2 separate regions of the Sminthopsis crassicaudata genome follow, and region 1 is linked to region 2. A link is a contact called in public Hi-C data. All regions are on one chromosome and are shown on one strand. The core of a region is the stretch at or near the end of the contact, and the rest is flanking DNA. Distances in the headings are between cores, read along the strand shown. Region 1 holds the start of LGR4 (leucine rich repeat containing G protein-coupled receptor 4). Region 2 holds the start of CCDC34 (coiled-coil domain containing 34).

Evidence for each region. Hi-C and Micro-C count contacts between places; a contact is called where the count stands out from the background.
Region 1: a contact with region 2 is called in a Hi-C map of fibroblasts, with 4 times the contacts expected there. The contact joins the promoter of LGR4 here to the promoter of CCDC34 in region 2.

Annotation. Positions count from the first base shown.
Region 1 is chr6:216,869,329-216,873,887 of ASM4859323v1, forward strand. It overlaps LGR4 (leucine rich repeat containing G protein-coupled receptor 4), which reads right to left and starts at 1,380. Exons shown (of 18, transcript XM_074274982.1): 1 at 730-1,380. The coding sequence starts at 911.
Region 2 is chr6:216,737,616-216,742,693 of ASM4859323v1, forward strand. CCDC34 (coiled-coil domain containing 34) reads right to left here and starts at 3,769. Exons shown (of 8, transcript XM_074276839.1): 1 at 3,190-3,769. The coding sequence starts at 3,623.

The sequences.
Region 1 (4,559 bases), core at 130-2,629, 130 kb after region 2:
TCTTTCCTTCCTTCTCTTCTCTCCCTTCTATTCTCCTTTTTCCATCTCTCTTGTGTCCTTTCCTCCTCTTTTTCCTTCCTTTTTCCTTCCTTCCCTTCTACCCTCCTCTTTCCTCTCTCCTCTCCCCTCTTTCCTTCTTCGTTTCCTCTCCTTTTCCCTCCCCTTCACTCTTTCCCCTTCCCCATCTCTTCTCTCTCTCCTTCTTTCCTCCTCTCCCTCCTTCCTTTTTCCTTCCTTCCCTTCTACCCTCCTCTTTCCTCTCTCCTCTCCCCTCTTTCCTTCTTCGTTTCCTCTCCTTTTCCCTCCCCTTCACTCTTTCCCCTTCCCCATCTCTTCTCTCTCTCCTTCTTTCCTCCTCTCCCTCCTTCCTTTTTCCTTCCTTCCCTTCTACCCTCCTCTTTCCTCCCCTCCTTTTTTCTCCTCTCCTTTTCCCTCCCTTCCTTTCACTCTTTCCCCTTCCCCCATCTCTTCCCTCTCTCCCTCTTTCCTCTCCTCCCTCCTTCCTTTTTCCTTCCCTCTCTCCTCCGTCCCTTCCTCTTCTCTCTCCTTTTCTCCCCTCCCTCCCCCTTCCTTTTCTCCCCTCCCTCCCTTCCTCCTTCGCTCCACCGCCGGCCCTTCCCGGCCCGGGACCCGCTCCCGGCTCTCCCCGGGGAAGCCCTTGGCAGCCTCGGAAGTTCGGGGCGCTGGGCCCTGGGGCTGCGCTCCCTCCCGGCCGGGCGGGGGACTCACAGGGAGTGGGTGAAGGCGCTCAGTCCGTCGGGCACGGCCGTCAGCCCTCTGCCGGTGCAGTCCACTCCGCGGTCTCCGTCGCAGCGGCAAGGAGCCGGGCAGGGCGGCGGGGATGCGCCGCTGGGCCCGGCCGAGCAGCCCCAGCCCAGAGCCAAGAAGCAGAGCAAGCCGAGGCACGGCATCGCCGCCGCGGCGCGCCCGAGCGCAGCGCCTCGCTCTGCGGCCCGGGGCGGGCGCCCGGCAGCCCGGGCTGCGGCTCCTGCGGCTCCCGCGGCTCCGCGTCCGCCTTCTCCGCCTTCACGTCGCGCTGCGCCCCCTGCTCTCGCCCGGGCGCTCCGCGGTGGGGCCGGGCCGGGCCGGCCGGGCTCTCTCTCCGCACTCCTAGCCCCGGGCGCAGCCGCTCGCGGCGCTGGCGCTGTGTCTGGCTGCCCGCGGCGGCTGCAGCTCCATGGATGGGCAGAAGCGGCTCGCCCCTCAGCGCTGCCTCCCCGGCTCAGCAGGGACCCCGGCGAGCCGGCAGCGGCGACGCGCAGCCCGGCCGGGGCTCGGCCATGGCAGTCGGCAGCTCCCTCGGCCCTCCTCGCTCGGCGCCGCCGCCGCCCCTCAGGGTTGCGGAGCGGGCCGCTCGGCCATTCCGCCCGCGCCCGGGCCGCCCCACCCCCGTCTCAGCCCCTGCTCGCGGCTCTCGATCGCACAGCCCCCGCTCCGAGGCGCGCTGCAGCCGCCGCGGGCCTCCCTTTCCCTTCTAGGGTTGCACGCTCCGGCTCTCGAGCCCCAGACCGCGGAGTTATGCAAATCACTTAGGTACATGCAAAACGAGCCCTCGTCCCCGAGCGCTATTGGCGCGGCGACGGCTCGAGCTCATTAATATGGACCGAAGCGAGTCTCCATTGGCTGCGTGGAGGGGGAGGAGGCGGGCAAGGCTTTGGGGGCGTGTCCCCTGGGTGTGAGTGACAAGGTAGTGGGGGGAAAGGGGGCGGGGAAGAGGCAAAAATCCCTGACTTGGCTGGTTTGTGGGGCAGGTTGAGAGGCCGCTGCGCTGGTGGACGAAAGACCAGCTTGAAAGCTCTCCCTTCCCTGCCCGGTTTATCTCTTCTTCCTGCCCCGACACTCTCCACTGAAATCGGAGCAGGCTGAAGTGAGGGATTGAAAGGTAAAAAGCCTGTCCCTTCTGCCCTCAGTTAGGTTAGAATTGTCTCCTTCCCACGTATATAAAAAAGTGCAAAGGGACCTGGGCTGGCTGGGACTTGACAAAGAGATGTCGCGGTGGCTAAAAACTCTGATTTGTTTTTTGGTTTTTTTTAGTCGACTACGAGCAGTCTTTGGCCCCCGAGAAAAGTCCCGAAGTCACATCTTGAGTGTCCTGCCAACTGGAGAGCTTTTGGAATCAGAATCCCATTTCTACAGCAGACCACCTGGACGACCTTGGGCAAATTCCTTAATTTTCCTCAGTTTTCCCTTCTGTAAAATTCTGGTGGGGGAGGCTGGACCAGCACACAACCGCAGTCCCTTCTAGCTCTTCATCTCTGATCCTGACATCTAGCCATGTTTCATCATATATTATTTCCCTTTTTAATCTGCAGATCAAGAAGCAGCTATACTCGGAATGAATTATCCCCATTTCCTTTTTATGATCTTTTAATAGAGAGGAACCTTGAGAGCAAAAGACACAGAGAGAGGAAATTTTAGTGGGAGGAGAGAGCAGGAGATACAAACTCATTCAACAAGCATTTATTAAGCCCCTACTATGTTCCATGGGAGGGGGCTTCCCGTTTAAAGGGGGGGAAATTAAACAGCTCCTTTCCTTCTACGTGCTCTCCAAGATCCCCTTTTCTTACCTCAGTTTTATGATTCTTAGTTTAACATTTTCTTTTAAATTCTAAATTCAATATATTCCTTAACTTTAATGGGAGTTGAGAAGGAGAGAGCCAACTTCAATTTAATTGCATTGCAAAAAAAAAAAAAAAACTAGAATTCTATTCCTGGTGCTCTTGTTCCAAATCCAGTGCTCTCCCTATTCAGTACCATGCTTCTCAGGGATGGTCAAGGAATGGTTAGTCTCCTTTCCTTTGTAGGATGGAAAATACTATGTTAACTAAATTAGTCAGGAGATTGTCCATTATAAATAAAAGATGAAATGTTGAAAATCGATTGATCAACCAACATGTATTTGTTAACATATCTACTATATGTCAGGCACAAAAACAAAACAAAACAAAACAACAACAACAACAACAAAACAGTCCCTGACACCCAGAAATCTCTATTTTGTAGATAGCTGTGATATGCCTGATATTTACTATTTTTGAATAAGTCATGTGAATGCAATGTTGAAGGTCAAATTTCCAGTTTAGGCCTCTAGATTTTTACCCATTTACCATTTAAAAAAGATTAGGATACTATGAAAAATTCAATTCACTTGAATTCCTCAAGCACTTACTGAGTGGTTATTATGTGCCAGGCATTTTTCTGGGTCCTGCGTCTTAGCAAGTGTCTTATCCTTTCTGATACTCAAGTTTCTTCATTTGTAGAGAAAAAAGGGTTGAACTAGACAACATCTAAGGTCCCTTCTGTTCTAAATCTTAGTTGATCATTTTTTAAGGAAATAGTTATTCAGACTTGATAAATTGGTTATGAAAGAGTGGTTCTTAACATAGAATCTTTGAATTTTTTTGTATAACTATTTCAATATAATTGATCCTCTTTATATCCTATGTATTCCATTTTATGCACTTAAAACATTATTCAGAGAAAGGGTCCATAGGCTTCGTTAGACTGTGAAAGGGATCTGACACACACACAAATTAAGTACTCCTGGTATAGGAAATTCCTAAAATAGATTTAGGATGAAAGATCAGAAGAACATTAATGAGGAAAAAAAAAAAAAAAAAAAAAAGATTCACACTTGCAACTAGCCCTTTAAAAAGTTCCTGGACTCAAATGTGACCCAGAAACTACCAAGCCCAAGAGATCAAGCCAAATCCTTTGCCATCTCAGCAGTGCAGTGAAGTACTACAAACACATGTTTCAGATGGCAAAGCCACAAGCTGTTCTCTGTGCTAAACTTGTACTGTTTCTCATAATTGTTCCATTGTTTATGTGTCTTTACTCTACCCTTGCATTAAAGGTAGATTTGACAAATGGGATATAAGTTTCGGTTAAGATGCCCTATGAACAGTGAGAATTACAGAGTTCTGATTAGAAGGGTCCAGCCAGAAAAATACACAGGTCTGAAAGAAATCACTGACTGAAATGAATCAGGGTGAGTCTCTAAAAAATAAAACCAAACAAATAAATTTTTAAAAAACCCAGGTAGCTACCTTTTTGGTCTTTTCTTGTTACGGTTTTCATGGAAGTCTGCAGGAGAGATCTACATAAACTTGCTTATATTTTATTAACATCTGTTGAGGGCCCTAAATTAAAAAAAAAATACTTTAAAGAGAAAGTTAAGTATTAGATTTATGCAAGATTTAGACTGATGCTCATTGTTTTAAGCTAGAGGAAATTTTTGTAGGGCATACTGACTTTTGAAATTCAATTGTAGCACTATTGGAACAATTTAAAATTCTGATTCCTTTGGTAAGAGCCAGAAATCTTAGGAAAAACAGGTAGGTGGAGAAATGGAAAATCATGGCAAGGAGTATGCTATAGCTAAGCCAGTAAGAAGTTATCTTGAGTGGGGTGCAAAAGAGGGGAAGAAGAAATTCAGAGTCCTTAGCTGTTTTTCTTATTTGATCATTCTTTCTTTAAAAAAAGTTTTTAATAATAGCTTTTTATTTTTTTAAAAACATGCACAAATATCTTTCAGTACTCACCTCTGCAAAACCTTG
Region 2 (5,078 bases), core at 2,519-5,018:
GTGGAAAGAGCACTTCAGTATCAGAAAACCAGGATTTCAATTACAGCTCTGACACAAGCAAATCTGAGGTTCAATACATTTATCCTCACTAATAAAATGGAAATGACACTTTTTTAACCATCTTATCTACCTCCAAGGACTACTATGAGAAAAATCACATAGTCCACTTAACATAAATATGAGTTGTCATTTAATTCTCCATAAAATCCTACTACAATATCTCAGCACTAGCAAAACATCATAACAGCAGATTTTACCATGTTGGAAAGGTTTTAAGTATAATTCCAAGACCATCCTATGCCTGTTTTCTAAGACCAAGCTAATAACTAAATTAAAGCTAATCATCACAAGTTGGCCACTAGGTAATGAATTATTTGGCTTGGCAATAATACATGAAAAACACACAGTAAAAATGGTCCTCAGACAATATCCTTCCTTTTCTGCCATGTTAGTAGTACAGCAACAGAAAAGGAAGCAGAGGTCTTGAAGTATCATTCAATTTTTAGACCATCTATCAATAAACATTAAATTAGTTGGGGTACTCTGAATATGTGTTCACTATCCCAAGGTCAAGGCCATGACATACCCCTAAGAGAAATGAACCATCTCTATATCACTATTCTCACAATAAATGAAACCAGAAAACCAAAGACATATCATTTAAGTGGAAGGATGGCCCATAGAGGCTCACAGGAGAGGCAAACAAAGGAAGTAAAGTTGGTTTCACAGCAACTATTTAATCCAACAAGTTATTAAGTGCCTACTATGCACAAAGCACTATGACAAACATGGGAATTATAGGCACAACATAAATTTTAAAAAAGACCTTCTATTTCATTGAAAGACTTATTTTATTGCATATTTTATATGCAAGCAGATAGAGACATATATAATATCTTGAGGACTGAGGAGAAAACACTAAGTAGGCAGATCAGGAGAAAATTCTTACAGGAAGTATCACAAGTTGAGCTTTCAAGGAAATCAGAAATATTCTAAGAGGCAAAGGTTAAAAAAGAAAAGAAAAGGAGAGAGAGAGAGAGAGAGAGAGAGAGAGAGAGATAAGACCAGAGGTTAACACTTTCTCCTAGAGGAAGTAGGGAATTGAAGGCTTTTTAGTAGGTTAGTGACATGGTAGAACTTGTCTTTTAGGAAGATTACTTTGGCAGTTACACAGAGGATGCATCAGAGAAGGGAGAAACTAAAAGTTGAAAGACACCAACTACACTATTATAATAATCCAGGTGAGGTGATGAAGGTTTGAACTAAGGAAGTAATCAAGTGAACGGATTAAAGAGTAAAGAAGAGGGTTTTAGTGAAAGGAGAATCAACAAGGCAGACAAAAGATTGGTTAAAGAGTTAACTATGACACCAAGGTTGGGAAACTGAATGACCAAAAGAATAGTAATACACTAACAGACAGGACATTTTACCAGAGAACTAAGTTTTGTGGCAAATCTAAGGAGTTTTCAAGGATATCGAGTTTGAGAGTCTTAAAGGATATTTAGCTGAGAAATGTTTGGCAGGAAGACTATAGAGCTTAAGAAAGAGATTAGACCTAGATATAGAGATCTTGTCTCATCAACATTTCCATTTCAAAGAATCTTCTGAGAATGTTTTTTTTTTTTTTTTTTTTTTTTTTTTTTTTTTTGCACTAGTCATCTAATCTCTCCTTTCTTTTACTTTGGTGACTGCCAAGTCCAGAGTTACCTTGACTATGATGGTTTGTGCTTTGGTCAACTCAGCTCCTGCACTCGGGATGGCTAAAGGCAGGCCTAACTAATCCTGATTTGGGTGGCTAAGACTAGGCCCACTTTCTTAGAATTATCTGGCCTGTTGCCCCTGCCTTCTGCTGCAGCTGGGGAACGCGGGTTACTTGCATTTGGCACTACTGTCGGCCAGATTCTGGACTATTCCAGGTTTTTTCCCCCCTACCTTCTGGCCTCCTGTACCATTCTCCTCCTCTTCTCTTTAGGAAAAAAGTAAAGGCCATTTATAGAAGAGATCTAGACTTCTGCACAGGAAGGGAGAATGATACAGGAGGCCAGAGGTGAGGAAAAACCTAGAATAGTCACTGTGAGAAGTACAATAGAGTCAATTAGGTTACAATAATAGGATTGCCAGGCAGCAATAAGGATCTAGACGAGATTAGTCAACAAAAACTTAAGGTGAACCCCATCAACATGGCTGAAAGATCTCCTCACCTGGCATTCAGCAAGTGCAAAATAGGTGAGTGGTGGAGCACTGGGCATATGAAGTGACTTGATAGCAAGATGTACAAAAACAACATTGGATACTAGACTTAGAGGATTAAAAGCTGGTCAGGAACTTCCCTCATTTTGGAACAGAGTTTAAGTGATTTTCATTAGGTCACATGGGGATAAAGATAAAGCTCAATTTAAGATCTAGTTTGACTCATTGCTTCCCCAGTTGCCTCCTTAGCTATCTTTGGATGTGGCTAACATCATGGTATCTATAATCGTGTCACTAGACACTTTTTGGGAGGGGGGCCGACGCTGAAATTGCATCAATGTACAGACACCTCCAGTGCCCATCAGCCGGCTTTCCAGAAGCCCGGAAATTAACAGGGCAACAGTAACCCGATCAGTAACTTAGTTGCGCTCGGAGATACATCTGGCAGAGCTGGAAGCGAGCCCTGAAGGCACCAACGTGTTCTTGAGGTTAGTCTTGTATCCAATAAGCCAGGTTCCCTTGCATCACTTTGAAATAGATTCAGTGTGAATTTCATGAGCAAGTTTACAGGAGACAAGCTCTCGGGGCTTCCGAAATGTCTTTGTGTGTGAGGGAGTGTTTAGGAGAAGGAAGCCAGTGCTGTCGTCTCATTGGATCAGGGAGTTCCCAAACTCGCATCAAAGTGAACTACCCTTCGCACAAGCCAGGATCTCTATAAAGTTGGGGATCCCGGAGAAGGGGCGCGCGCAGCACTAAAAGAAGAACCAAAGGGCTCCGAGTAGAGAAGACCGGGCCGAGATCTCCTGGAGGGAGGGAGGGAGGAAGGAGGGAGTTCGCAGGTGCAGGGGCTGGGCAGGGGGCGAGGTCAGAGAAGGAGATTGGTTAGAGGCGCCCGAGAGAGGGCCGGCGGTGGCTGCCGCCACTACCAGCCCCACAGAAGCGCAGCGCGCTCAAATCGCTTCCGGAACGACCGAGGGGATCGGGGGCGGGTCCCTTTACCTGGCGCGCCCCAAGGTCTCCCCTCCTTCCGGGGACGCGGCCCTCCCCCCGTGGTCGGCCTCCTCGTTCTTTTCCTCCCCGAGCAGTAGCGACGTTTTCTGCTCCGCCCTGCTGGATAGGGGCGGCGGACTCCCGGGCAGCGCTTCACTGTGGGTCCCGGCCCGGTCCCGGGGGGCGGGTTCGGGCAGCGCTTCGCAGTCGGCCTCGGCCCGGTCCCAGGGGGCGGGCTCTGGCTGGTGCCGCCTCCGGCCCCGGCGCCGCCGCAGTTCCTCGGCCTCGTCGCAGTCAGTCGGCAGGCTGTGCGACAGGGACAGCAGCGAGACGGACGCCGGGCTCGAGGCGGGCCGCGCAGCGGACGGGGGCTCCGAGCCAGAGCCTCCAGGGGCCTGTTCCCGCCTGCGCGGTGGCGGCTGCGCGCCCTCCTCAGTCTCCATGGCCGCGGCCACACCGCCCGCGTCGGGCCGGGGGAGGGGAGGCCGAACGGAACCCGCCGCTAAGGCCGAGGCCGCCGTCGCTGCCAAGTTCAAACCGGCGCTGCCGCCGCGGCGGGAACGCGCTCCCAGGAGACACCGCGCCGGACGCCACAGCCAATCCGGGGCCGAGAGAGGCACGCGTTGCTAGGGCAGCGCGAGACTTCCCTTACCCCCATCCGGCCGGGCTTTGTTTTGCTCCGCCCTTGGCGTCAGCGCGGTCTCCCCGCGTGCGCGACTGCCTGCGAGGGGCGCTGTGCGACCTCGACCTGGCTCGGTCCCCTGTCACCCCAAACGCTTTGGCAAAGAGTGACCTGCAGGGCCATCCTACCCAAAGCTTCCCACGAGGAAGGGGGAGGGCGGGCCCTTCTCTGCACTTTTGGATGGATACTATACTACATAAACTTGGAGATTCTTAGCCTTCTTTGTGTCACAGGACCCTGGACCCAAAGCTCCTACTATGTGCTAGATACTGTGTCCAAAGGGAAAAATCAGTGAGCATATTAAGCACTAACTGTATGCCAGGTAGTGTTTCAACCACTGAAGATATAAAGGGATAAAAGAGGTAGTGTTCATTTATTAATCACCAACTATATGCTGTGCCAACCACTGATGATATAAAGGGAAAAAAGAGGTAGTTATTAATCACCACCTATGTGCCAGGTACTGTGCCAACCACTGAAAATATAAAGGAGAAAAAGCAGCAGTGATCATTTATTAATCACCAATGTGCCAGGTACTCTGCCAACTACTGAAGATATAAAGGGGAAAAAGAGGGACTGATCATTTATTATTCACCGACTATGTGCCAAGTATTCTGCCAACTGCTGAAGATACAATGGGAAAAATAGTCAATGAACATTTATTAAATGCCCAATCATTAGGAATGTGAAGAAAAAAAAGAACATTAATTAAGCATCTACTGTATGCTAAACCATGTTTGTGCTAATAATAGTGCTGAGCATACAAAGAAAGTCTCTTCTTGAGTAGCTGTCTTTAATGGAGGAGACAACATGAAAACAAGATGTATAGCTGTAAGTGTGTCTATATACATATATAATGTATATACCTACATTTTACATATTTGTATGTGTGTATATATACATACTTACGTCCTATATATGATAAGTTTGAGCTAATCCACTGAGAGAAGGCACTAGAATTAAGGTAGATAAGAAAAGGCTTCTCTCTTATTCTTGAAGGAACCCGGGGATGGCAGGAAACAGTCTGGGAAGCCTCTGAAAGCCTCAGAAGAATGTTTTTTAGTATACATAGGGATTACAAAGGAAATTATTTCAAATACTGTTATAGAACTACTCAAAGAAACAAGTTCAGAGGTCTCAAGTTAAGATTGTTGTTTGTCCTTCATTCTGGAAGAGGACCATGACATCAGAGAAGGAATGCCATAATATGCAAGTG